2 separate regions of the Sus scrofa genome follow, and region 2 is linked to region 1. Evidence: chromatin contacts called from public HiChIP or PLAC-seq data. All regions are on one chromosome and are shown on one strand. Each heading gives the region's core, a stretch centred on a gene start, on an enhancer-like site or on the middle of the called end of the contact. The rest is flanking DNA. Distances are from core to core; before and after follow the strand shown. Region 1 holds the start of ICE2 (little elongation complex subunit 2). Region 2 holds the start of ANXA2 (annexin A2).

What was found. HiChIP or PLAC-seq counts read pairs in DNA pulled down with a chosen protein or histone mark.
Region 2: a contact with region 1 is called in an H3K27ac HiChIP or PLAC-seq map of alveolar macrophages. The contact joins the promoter of ANXA2 here to the promoter of ICE2 in region 1. A contact is called at or near these places in 1 of 5 promoter capture datasets (liver), 1 of 47 Hi-C or Micro-C datasets (skeletal muscle) and 1 of 2 datasets of contacts at active chromatin or transcription factors (alveolar macrophages).

Annotation. Positions count from the first base shown.
Region 1 is chr1:111,486,827-111,493,118 of Sscrofa11.1, reverse strand. It overlaps ICE2 (little elongation complex subunit 2), which reads right to left and starts at 3,360. Exons shown (of 17, transcript XM_013992913.2): 1 at 3,205-3,360; 2 at 2,112-2,255. The coding sequence starts at 2,140.
Region 2 is chr1:111,585,326-111,591,617 of Sscrofa11.1, reverse strand. It overlaps ANXA2 (annexin A2), which reads right to left and starts at 2,394. Exons shown (of 13, transcript NM_001005726.1): 1 at 2,352-2,394. It overlaps LOC106508978 (a long non-coding RNA gene), which reads right to left. Exons shown (of 3, transcript XR_001306165.2): 3 at 5,611-5,932.

The sequences.
Region 1 (6,292 bases), core at 2,111-4,610:
AGCAGCACCTACATTTCTACAATGCCACTATATTACTTAATAGAGTTCTCTATTTGTGAAGTTCTCCAACACTTTTAAAATCAGTCTGTGCCATATGGATCAATGGAACAGAATAGAGAGCCCAGAAATAAGCCCACACACCTACAGTCAACTAATCTTCAACAAAGGAGGCAAGAATATAAAATGGGAAAAAGTCTCTACAGCAAGTGGTGCTGGAAAGCATGTAAATCAATGAAATTAGAACACACCCTCACACCATGAAAAAAATAAACTCAAAATGGCCTAAAGACTTAGACATAAGACATGATACCATAAAACTCCTAGAAGAGAACATAGGCAAAATATTCTCTGACAAATCGTACAAATGCTTGTTTAGATCTCCCAAGGCAATAGAAATAAAAACAAAACTAAACAAATGAGACCTAATCAAACCTACAACCTTTGCACAGCAAAGGAAACCATAAACAAACCCAAAAAGTCAACCTACAGAATGACAGAAAATATCTGCAAACAATGCAACCAATGGGACTTAATCTCCAAAATAAACAAACAACTCATGTAACAAAACAATAAAAAAAAAAAATCAAAAAATGTGCAGAAGACATTCCTATCATGGCTTAGCAGTAATGAACCTGACTAGTATTAATGACGACGCAGGTTCAATCCCTGGACTCGCTCAGTGGGTTAAGGATCTGGCACTGATATTTATTACAGTTGCTGTGGCTATGGTGGAGGCCGGCAGCTGTAGCTCTTATTCAACCCCTAGCCTGGAAACTTCAATATGCTCCAAGTGCAGCCCTAAAAAGCCAATAAAATAAAATAAAATATAGGGGGCAGAAGACCTAAACTGACACATGAAAAGATGCTCAACATCACTAATTATCAGAAAAATGCAAATCAGCACTACAATGAGGCACCATCTCACAATGGTCAGAATATTAAAAAGTCTGTAAGTGCTGGAGAAGGTGTGGAGAATATGGAACCCTCCTACAATGCTAGTGGGAATGTAAGTTAGTACAACCACTATGGAAAACAGCATGGAGGCTCCTCAGAAAACTAAAGATACAATTATCATATAATCCAGACAAAACTATCATTCAAAAAGACACATGTACTCCTATGTTCACAGCAGCACTACTGACAGTAGCTAAGACATGGAAACAACGTAAAGGTCCACTGACAGATGAATGGATTAAAAAGATGTGATATGTACATATACAGATATATATACATACACGTGCACACACACACACACACACACACACATATACAACGGACTACTACTCAGCCATGAGAGAAGAACAAAATAATGCCATGAATAGCCACATGGATACAACTAGAGATTATCATACTAAGATTATCAGAAAAAGAAAGACAAATACCGTATAATATCACTTATATGTGGAATCTAAAACATGGCACAAATGAACCTGCTTACAAAACAGAATCACAGACATAGAGAACAGACTTATAGTTTCCAAAAAGAGGGGACAGGAGAGGGATGGACTGGGAGTTTGGAGTTAGTAAATGCAAACTGCTGCATTTAGAATGGATAAACAACAAGGTCCAACTCTATGGCACAGGGAAGTTGATCCAATCTCCTGGAATAGAGCATGATGGAAAAGAATATAAAGAAGTATGTATATATATGTATAACTCAGTTGCTTTGCTGCTGCACAGCAGAAATTGGCACACTGTAAATCAACTATACTTTAATAAAAATAAATAAAATACGGTTTATGCATTTATATCATCACTTGATATAGATTCCAATCTAACAAAAAAGGCTTGTCTATTCTTAAAAAGAGTCTATTCTTATATAGAAATGGGCTAGGATCTTGAACACAAAAAAATTCCACTATCTTACTTCACTAAGACCAACAATAAATACATGATGAAGTTATACCTAGAAGCAATCTAAGTGGTGAATTGTTTTCACTTTAGGAGAGAAGTGCTCAGAAGGCGAAGATGAGAATGGGTTAAGTTCTAAGCCACTGAACTTATCCTCTTTCTGTTTCCTCCAAATCTCTCCAGGCCAGACACCCTCCTTTCCTAATCCAGCCACCAGAGCCACTTCAATCTTTAGGAGATTACAAACAGATGTAACTCACCAGTTCAGCCTTGGTTCACCCATGGCCATCACGGAGCTCTTACTCCTAGATTTCTGCTTCCCTCTGGTTCACAAAGTTCACAATTCTGCTGCCTGGTAGTGCAGGTGCCTGAGAAGGCAGGATTTCTCTAGAATTTACACTCAACTGAGGAAAAACAAAAGGTCAAGATTAAAAGCAGGTGATTGGCCGGGCCAGACACTGTTAACTCAGGTGAAGCAAGAACCTGTTCCTACCACCGGTTCTCAACTTAGATATCTAAATTAGAAAACAGCAGACAGAGGAACATTCCTAAGGTCTTTCAGACAGAGCAGCGAGGCTGATGGAGGATCAGTTTTTCTCCATTTAACTTGTTCCAGGAGGGTCTCAGGACACTGTCTGAAGAAATAAGACCAAAACAGAATGGTGTTCTCATTGCTCACATACTAGATCACCTGAGGGCATGGGGTTCGGTCTCAACTCAGCTCCCCAACTTGATTCTCTTACTGCCAAAATAAATCTTGCTTCCAAGATTTTCCCAACCCTATACTGTTAGGAAGCAGATTCTGGCAAACGACACGGGACCAAAGTTCTCTATCAAGAATCTTTCCAAGAAAACCACACTTTTGAGACTGACGTCCAGATAACTTATGGGACACTGTGACACTTCACAGGATCACTCAGAGGAATCACCAGGACTATAAATCTGCCCTGAACACTCCCACTGCCTGCTCAGTGCTTCTCTTGCCAACCCGGGCAGAGTGATAAGCAGAGTTTGTAAGCAACAAGCAGTCAAGTGCAGGAGTAGATCTCTGCGGAGTGGGCCGGCCTCACTTCACCCACCTCACCCACTCACCGGCTCCCACTTCTGCCCAGTGTGGGGCTGGGGCCGGAGAGCCGATGAAGGTAGAAGGATGGCTGAGGGAAAGGGGACCAAGGGAGAATTATGATTCCAGGAAGGCAGTAAAGCCGCGAGCAAAGCCGGGGGAGGGGGCCGCCCCAGCACTGGTGCGGAGGTTCCTGGCCCGGACGAGGGGCCGCCATGTTCTGTTCTCCCGCCCGTCACGAACCCGCCCTCCCCACCGCGTCTCCGCCGCAGAGCAGCCTTTCAGCCCACCTCGTGGTCCGCGGCGGCTTGGGCGCGGGCCGCGAACCGCAGACAACTCACACACCCCCCCACCACCACACGCCTCTCACTGTCGAGCGCCCCTCGGGAAGGCCTTATTTAAAGGAGGTGGCCGCGCCGCCTCGGCCCTGCGTAATGACATCATCAGAGAGGTGGTGGGCGGGGCCCTGCCACTGGAAAGGACCGTCCCCCCACCCCTTCCCGCTTACTCCTGGTAGTTCAGTTGGAAACTGTAACACGCTTTTCTGAAGTACACCTGGCTGAAGGGGCCGGTGCTGTGTACTGTCCTAGAACGTCCTCTGCTTTGAGGGGAATCATAAACTGGAAGGAGGACAGACGACAAGTACAGTACTGGAAAGACCCAGACTTGGTTATGCCCTTATGCAAGTGTCTGTCTTACTCCTAATCAATAAAGTGGAGATAGTACGATCACCTACTTAGTAGGGTTTTAGAAAGGAGTAAATGAAGTAAGGGAGGAAGCTGTGCTCAGCACTGTACATGGCACATAGTCGCACTCCTATTCCATTCTCCTCCCATTTTATTTTATTTTACTTTATTATTATTACTATTATTTTTTAGGGCCACACCTGCATCATATGGAAGTTTCCAGGCTAGGAGACTAATGGAACTGCAGCTGCTGGCCTACACCACAGCAATGCAGGATCTGAGAAGCATCTGCGACTACAGCTCATGGCAAGGCCAGATCCCTAACCCACTGAGCGAGGCCAGGGATCAAACCAGCATCCTCATGGATGCTAGCCCAATTCCTTAACCACTGAGCCACATCGGGAACTCCCTCTCCTCACATTTTAGGTGACACTATCCACCAGCAGTCACTCTGGCTCTCACACTAGTTTTATTTCCATTCATCCAGCAAAGATTTATTGAGCACTTACAATTTGTGCTTGGTACTGCATAGCATAGGACTCAGGCCCAATATGGGCTTTTCCAAGAGCTTTTGATCATTGGGAATCTAAGATATACACATTAAATAATTGATTACAAAAAGAAATAGAAAGTGATATGCTGTAGAAGAGAGTTATTATAGAAAAGGTAGTGTGAGTTCAGAGAGGGAGAGAAATTACTAGTGAGAGGGATAGAAAGCAGATTTGAATAGCTAAAGACATCTACTGAGTACTTACATATCAGCTACCACATTGGGCACTTGACATGTCAGCTCATTTGAAGAATTTAAAGTATGTGGGTTATGTGAAAGGACATTCTAGACAGAGACCAGCACAAGGAGCTGCATAAACCTCTTACATGAACAGAGTACAGTTTGTATGCTAGCAGGAAAGCCTGTTCTAAATTTAGAATGATTTCTGATACTTTTTAAAATTATGTTTACCTAAGAATTATGCTTATGCTAAAAATCTCCCTTGAGTACAGGCAGTTTAGGTAGTTTATTTTGCCTGCCATGCAAGGTCTCTGAAAGTGTGGTAGAGGGAAGATGTTTGGAAAAATAGGTTAGGACCAGACCATAGAAGACCTTATAAACCAGACTAAGGATTTTAAATTTATTTTCTAAGAAATGCAATGCTGTGTGGAGAGGGAAGCTTATAAGTAGAGGAATGACACAATCAGAATTTCTATGTTTTAGGATGTTTATCTGGAATTGTACTGAATGAGTTGTAGGAAGAGGCCAGTAGTTAGGAGACAGTGCTTGCAGGTGCTTACAAATCAACTGGTGCAGTGCCTAGCACCATGGGGTAGCATTTCTAATTAGGTGAGTGACAGTGATACATATACTAGGGTACAGGTAGACATCAAGGCAGTGTAGAAGTTTAAGTGTTGAGTACCATCCTGCAAAGTGTGTAGTCAGTGTTGGGAGTCCTGTCCTAGTCTTCAGCCACTGCTCAAGAATATTGCTCAAGAATTGTTCAAGCACTCATGCTGCTGGGGTGCATCAGCCCATACTGGTGTGGTATGTTAATATCACCAGACAGGGCCTGTGTTGAGATTATAGTGCATCGTTAAACAGCATGCTCTGGCTTAGTGTATCTGAGTTCTGATGCTTGCAAGATAGCATACAGAATCACAGTTTTAGAGCCAGAAGGAACTTTGGAGATATCTAGTCCAACTCTCTCGTTTTCCTGATGAGGAGACTGAGGACTACATTGTCAAGCGACTTTTCCAACATTACATGATCAATGAAAAGGCTGATACTGCAAGTCAGTCCTCATAACTTTTTTGCTATTTCAATATATTAAATATGTACATCCTTTATTCCTGAAAATATCTATTTTCAGGTGTAATCTATGTACCATAAAATTCACCCATTTTAGTTGGTTATCACGCCCTGATTTTTAGTAAGTATACAGTTTTTCGATTGTTTATCTTTTTAGGGCTGCACCCGCAGCATTTGGAAGTTCTCAGGCTAGGGGTCGAATCGGAGCTGCAGCTGCTGGATCCAAGCCACAACTCCGGATCCGAGCCACATCTTTGACCTACACCACAGGTCACAGCAATGCCGGATCCTTAACCAACTGGGAAAGGCCAGGGATTAAACCTGTGTCCTCATGGATACTGGTTGGATTCATTACCCCAGAGCCACAATGGCAACTCCAAGTGTACAGTTTTGCAACCATCAGCACTACCAAGTTTTAGAATATTTCCATTGCCCTGAAAAACCTTGCATGCTCATTTACAGTTAATCTCTCTTCCCACTCCAGCTCCAGGCCAACACGAAGCTGCTTTGTGATTCTACAGACTTGACTGTTCTGGAAATTTCATGTAAATGAACTCATATAATATACGGTGTTTCATGTCTGGATTCTTTCTCCCATTTTTGAGGATCATCCATGTAGTAGCAGGTATCACTAGTTGTTTTTTTGCTGAATAGTAGCACATTTATGTATATGCCCCCTTTTGCTTTCAACACTTAATGGATGTTAGATGGTTTCCGCTTTTTGGCCATCATGAATAATATTGGTGTGAACATTTGTATACAGGTCTTTGTGTTTTCATTTCCCTCGGACAGACACCTAGGAATAGAATTGTTGGGTTGTATGGTAAATTTGTATTCAACTTTTTAAGATACTGCCAAACTGTTTTCCAAAGTGATAGTTACATGTTATTC
Region 2 (6,292 bases), core at 1,145-3,644, 99 kb before region 1:
GAGCCTGAGACTTTTCTGTGACACACCCACCTTCAGTTAGTGAGAAACACTTCAGCAGGCCCACACAAGCAAAGATCAAGACCAGATTCCAGGCCCAACAGTGCAGGAAGAGCCTACAGCCCTCAAAATCAATAGCAATTACAGACAGATACCTACCTTGCCAGGAAAACTACTTAAATTAGAAATTAGTCAGGAAACTAATGGCCACGACCGCCCAGGACGTTAATCGATACAGTACTTTAATAGCTCAAAGACACGGATGTTAAATATTGAGACTCTAGTCCAAAACCAAGCTCCTGATCAAAACCAGTAAGGCAGCAGTATTTCCTGTGCATTTACAGCAGGCAAGCCATTTGGCACTGAAGGAAATCACAAAATCCAGGTGGTCCCCAAATCATAAACCTTCAACTAAAAAAATTTACACTGATGGTCACACCCTTCCACTGTAGATGCACTGTAAACTTCTGGAGAAAGCCTTGATGAAGCTTTGAGGTAAAAGATGGAGCTAGAAGAGAAGAGAGTGCTTTGCGAGATGGTCTTAACACCACTGACCACAAAGGACCCTCAAATGGACCTCATCTAAAATCTCCCTTCACATTGTCTATTATGTGGCTCCTTAATTCCATAGCCTCAAATCCTATAAATTACAGATGTTTATGTTTAAAAAGTTTTGTTTTTTTTTAAATAATACAACTCCCCTAGGATGCTGGGCATTTTAGGACCACCAGCCATTCCTAGTATTGAATATTAATGAATATGGATTCAATCTGCTAGTCTCTAGCTAGATATACAAGGAGGGGAATGCAGAACTGGATAAGCAGGGATGGGCTTTTGCCATTTGGCAGGGGCGTGGGTCTTCAAAGAATCAGGAGGAAGAGAGACAAAAGTGGGGAGGGTGACAAAGATATAATTTTACAATTAAAATAATTTAATAAGGGTCAAGCTTAAAATGAAGAAAAAGTTCCAGTGAAATGTTTCAGTGATTTATTCTTTTTATCTCCATATCCTCCCTAACCTACCCTTTCACTTTCCCTTCGCTCCCCAACAGCCCACCTCCCAAATTCCACATATATTATCAGTATTTTTGATTCAGTGCACACAGGGTCTCTGGGCTAGTCTGACAAATTAAGCGCCTTCCATAACATTGCTTCAGTGGGAAAGTGAAATCGGCATCCCAAATAACCAAGTTCCAGACAAGCACAGTTAGGCACACTTTTGGATAGAACCCACTAGTAGAGTTCTCTGAGTGTCGGGGAACAGAATCCTGGACTCCAGAACACTATGGTTCTTGGTAAAGACCCAATACGTACCCATGAGGTTACTGCTCTTCTGTACACAGATGGAGAATACCTTTAAATAACTTTAAAATGGCAAATCTTAACACAAAAATAAGGACACTTTGTGTTGTATGGCACCTAATGTTTTCAGTGTGCTTTACATATTTATTTTTGAATGAACGTGTTTTTTGAAATCTTCATGACAACCCTATGAGGAAGGTAGGAATTGGCGTCCTCACAGAACTCCCAAGCAGCGGCCTGAGGGGCCACGCCCTTTTCTGTACCTTCCGTCCCTGACTCACTGCTGCATCAGTGCAAGTCAGTCAGTGACAACCCTCCCCACAGAACCCCGGGGTTGGGGGACACTTCCTTCCCGATGCAAAAGTGGTCAACCAAGTAGGGAAGGATACACGGAAATCAGAAGTTGCTCTTACAAGATAATCTAGACAAAGGAGAATGAGGTTTCTTCATTCTGTTTTGTTTGACTGGAGCAGGGGGCCGCTGCTAACAGCTCCCACCCCTTATCCTCCCCTCACTGCTTCCCTTCTACTAGTCGGCACAAGTTCCATAAATGCGCCTCTGTTTCAAGTAAAGTAACTTGGAACAGGTGGGGATTTCTTTCTAGAGGGTCGTGTAACGCGTGGAGGGTGCCGTAAGTCTGCTCTCCACCAGACCCGGGGCTCCAGGGCGGCCACACCCTGCCCCCCGCCGCGTCTGGCCCGTCTGGAATGCGGGGCCTCCCCCCGCCCCCCGCCCCCCGCTCCTCTCTCGGCGCCACTTCTCCGGGCTTCCTGCGAGCACTTCGGGGATGGGATGCCCAACCCCCTTCTTCTGCCCTGCACTCCCCAGGCTGGGGCGCACCTGGCCCCCCCTCACTCCAGTCCAGATCCCCACTATGCCCCCTCCCCAGAGAGCCCCTGGTGCGGACGGACTCTCCAGCCCTCTCCCCAGACAGCCTCGGGGTCCCCACCACTGGAGCTTCTCTTTGCAAGGCCGTCTCCTTCCCCGCCTCTCTGCGCCCCGCTAGCGCGGTGGCCCCAGGGCCATAGCGGGCGGACGAGGCGCCCCGCTTACCTGGGCCAGGCGCCGAGCGCTGCGAGCGTCCCCAGATGCAGAGCGGAGCTGCCTGACCTGGGTGGGGCTTTTATAGCCACCACATCCTCCCCGCCGAGGCCCGCCTCGCCCCGCCCCGCCCCGCCTTCCCCTGCCCTGGCCCATTCGCACCCGGAGTCGGGAGTCGGGGTGACTCACCCTACCCAGCCCGCCCGCCGCCGCCCGCAGGGTCCGCCTCGCCCTGTAACGTTCCCCGGGCCGCGCCAGTGGGAGCGGCCCCGCGCCCACGGCGCTGCCCTCCGGTAAAGCGCCGCCGAGGCTTCCTTGAGGCCCAGTACCGGCTTCGTTTCTTCCTCCCTTCCTCTTTTACTTCTGGAGCGCCACGTCGAGTTCTCAGCCCCGGCTCAATTTATAAATTGGCAAGACTTGAGCCGACTCTGAGCTTGGCTATGTCACTTTTTTTTAAGGCGTCAATGCAATGGAAGGAAGAATTGTGCCAAGAAACATAAATCGTGATTCCCCCGAGCTGAGCCGTTGGCATTCAGCTCCCGGTTACCGACAGCACACATATTAGCTTAACCTCTGACCGACAGTTCCTGGGAGGAGCGCGCGGAGGCGCGGCGGGTGGGGGTGGGGGGGGACGGTCCACACGGTCCCGGCGGGCAAACGATTGGTCCGCCCCCGCCTCCGAGCGCGCTGCGAGGCGTGGAACTACGGTGGGAGCTGGGTGGCGCGTTAGGGGGCCCAGACCCGGAGCCAAGTTCTTACCCACCACCCCCCCGCCCCGCCGGGGAGGCGCCCTTTGCCTGAGCGCGCCCTTCGTTTCCCTCCACGCTTCCCGGGACCGTTCAGCCTCCCGTGTGGAGCAGCTCTGCTCTGCGAGTCCTCGTGGCAGGCAGCCTTGGACTGGGTGGGGCCGATGGTTTAGAACCTCGAGTTCCAACAAAGAAGTTTCCTCCCTTCCTTCTTTCCGAACTGCCATTTTTTTGTTTGGTTTGATTTTGTTTCCCTCTCAGCCTCTCAGTAAGCTCCCTGGTTTTGTTCAGTTTCTCATTTTCTTCCATGCTCTTTCCACGAACTGCAGCGGCAACATGCAGACAAACATGGTTTTGTGTATGACTGCGTAAACACTGTATTCAAACCTCAAACTAGAGGGAAAGTTATGCTAAGAATCCAAAAGATCGCCCTTGGCTCCTTTTAATTCCTTTCATACACCTCACGTAGCTCTCTGCTGGTCTTGATGCTTCTGTGTTTTAATTTTCCACCTATGTTACCGTCCATTTTTACTCTTCAGTATCATTTCACTCCTGGGAATCAGAAAATGGTAAGGCCAAGACATCGTTCCCAAGCTCAAAGTCAAATCCAGACCATAAACGGGGCCTCTGGACACTCAACTCAGAGCTCACCCAACCCATTTCTTTCACTCAGAATGAAACACGATTGGCACTGTCAGAAGGACAAATAGAAAAGAAAGCAACTCTGTTCATACAATTTCTGATTTACATTCAGAGCTATTCAATTTAGACTGAAAACTTTTAAGCCAGAAATTGTGTTTTTCTGCCTACTCCCTGAACGTTTTGGAACAGAAGGCGAACACAGGATGATAATAATGGTGGACAAGATTCTGACTCTCTTTCTCTTCTCAGGGCTGATTGCACAGCCTCTGACTCCTAGTTGTGCTGTTATAGGCCCTCTACAGAAGATAAGATTTAATTCAAATCCTGTGGACTACCTAAAAGCCAAGTATCCAAAAGAATGCTTTTGCTTATCTAGGGCATCCAGCAAATCCAAACATACAGATCTGTTCAATAGTCAGAGTTTGCTTTATGCTACAGAATGTCACACTGTTGTTATCAGAAAAATGAAGCTGTTAGAAGTCACAGTTTGCTATTTATGAGCAATGTGGGGCCAGTTCTGCCTCTATAAAAGAAGTTTTGAATGGCTGAGTGCAAAGATCCTTTTTCCTTTCTTGTTTTTCCCCCCATGGCTGGGAGAATGTTTACTACAACAGATCTCAGATTATGTCTGCTATAGTGCATGGTCTCCTCTAAAGCCTTAACTTTATTTTGTTCACACTTTATCTGCTGCACTCACTACTAATAGTGCCTAGCTAGCAGGCATAGGCACTTACTAAAAACTACAGAATAACAGAATGGAATTATTCACCCAAAAATAGCATGTTAGAGTAGAGAGGGACCTTAAGACACTAACTTGGAGTTCCCTGGTGGCTCAGCAGGTTAAAGACCCAGCATTGTCACTGTTGTGGCTCGGGTCACTGCTGTGGCATGGGTTTGATCCCTGGCCTGGAACTTCCACATGCTGAAAGAGTGGCTAAATAAATAAATAAATCTGCTCCAGTAACAGCCAATTAAATTGCTAAAGCCAATTAAAAAAAAAAAAAAAAGACACTACTTTGTCCAATCCTTGATTAGTATAGATGAATAAACTGGAGCCCAAATAATGTCTCCTACCTAGTCCAGAGATTAAACAGTGCACTCAAGTTGCTTATCGCAGTCCCACCAATTATCACCAAAACTGAGTGGTTCAAACATAAACAACCATTTATTTGCTCATGGTTTTGTAATTTGGACAGGACTCAGAACAGCTTGTCTCTACTCCGTGATGTTGGGTGGGGCAGCTCAGCTGAAGTGGTACGATGGAAAGGAATTTCACTCACTGGGCTGGTGCCTCCACTGGGGTTGCTGGAATGGCTGAGAGCAGGCTGGGTCTCTCTGTCCCTTGGACACTCATCTGCCAGGTTTTCCTCTTTACATCAGATAGTAATGGCAGGTGGCTCTCAAGAAACAAAAGCTAAAGTTGCCAGGTCTCTTAGCATGTGGGCTTATGCAACAACAGCCTGGATTGGTTTTATGGGCCCTAGTTTGCCAATTCTTGTTTTAATGCATCATCTCATCAGTTTTTGGCTTTGCTTCTCCCCACTCTTGACTCCACTCTCTGAGATGGCTTTCCTTAAGGAATGGTCCATATTTGTAGTTAAGTAGTTTTCTCAATCTCTTTCATGCCAGTAGAAACTCAAATGTCCAGAAATGTCTTTTCATTTTGAACTGGCAACCTGACAGCTCATTCATTCATACAATTATCCTTAAGATTTTGTAGGATTTTGGAGTTACCATCATGGCGCAGCGGAAACGAATCCAACTACGAACCAGAAGGTTGTGGGTTCAATCCCTGGCCTTGAACAGTGGGTTAAGGATCTGGTGTTGCCATGAGCTGTGGTGTAGATGGAAGACGTGGCTCGGATCCTGCATTGCTGTGGCTGTGGCCCAAATCAACCCCTAGCCTGGGAACCTCCATATAACACGGGTGTAGCTGAAAAAAGAAAAAAACATTTTATAGGTTTTCTATAAATCTTACTGAGGTTCATTTCGTGCTCTAAAATTTATATCCAATTTTCTCAAAAACTTTTGGATTTCTATAAATCTTAATGAGGCTAACTCCATGCTCCAAAATTCACATTGATTATTCTTTTTAAAAACAGAACTCTCTTTTTACTTTGGGCTTGTCAGGTTGGAACAAGACACTTAAGTTTTGTAGAAGCCCTGAGATGGTCTTCAAATTACCACATTAAATCTTTCCAGATCCTAAAAAAAAAAAAAAAAAAAAAAAAGATTTTACAGCCACATGTGATTACATCTTTATCCTAAGGCCATTTCTTACTTTGCACATCTTTCACTGGCTACAATGCTGCTTGCAAACCAAACAGATCTTTATTTAACGAATTTTTTGTCTTCATGTACTTTTTTTTTCTTTTTACTGCCACACCCTTGGCATATGGAAGTTCCTGGGCTAGGGGTCAAATCAGAGCCACAGCTGCAGGCCTACGCTACAGCCACAGCATAGGCCAGTGGCTATAGCTCTAATTCAATCCCTAGCCTGGGAATCTTCATATGATGCAGCCTTAAAAATACAAAAACAGTTATAAGTGATATCATATGGTATTT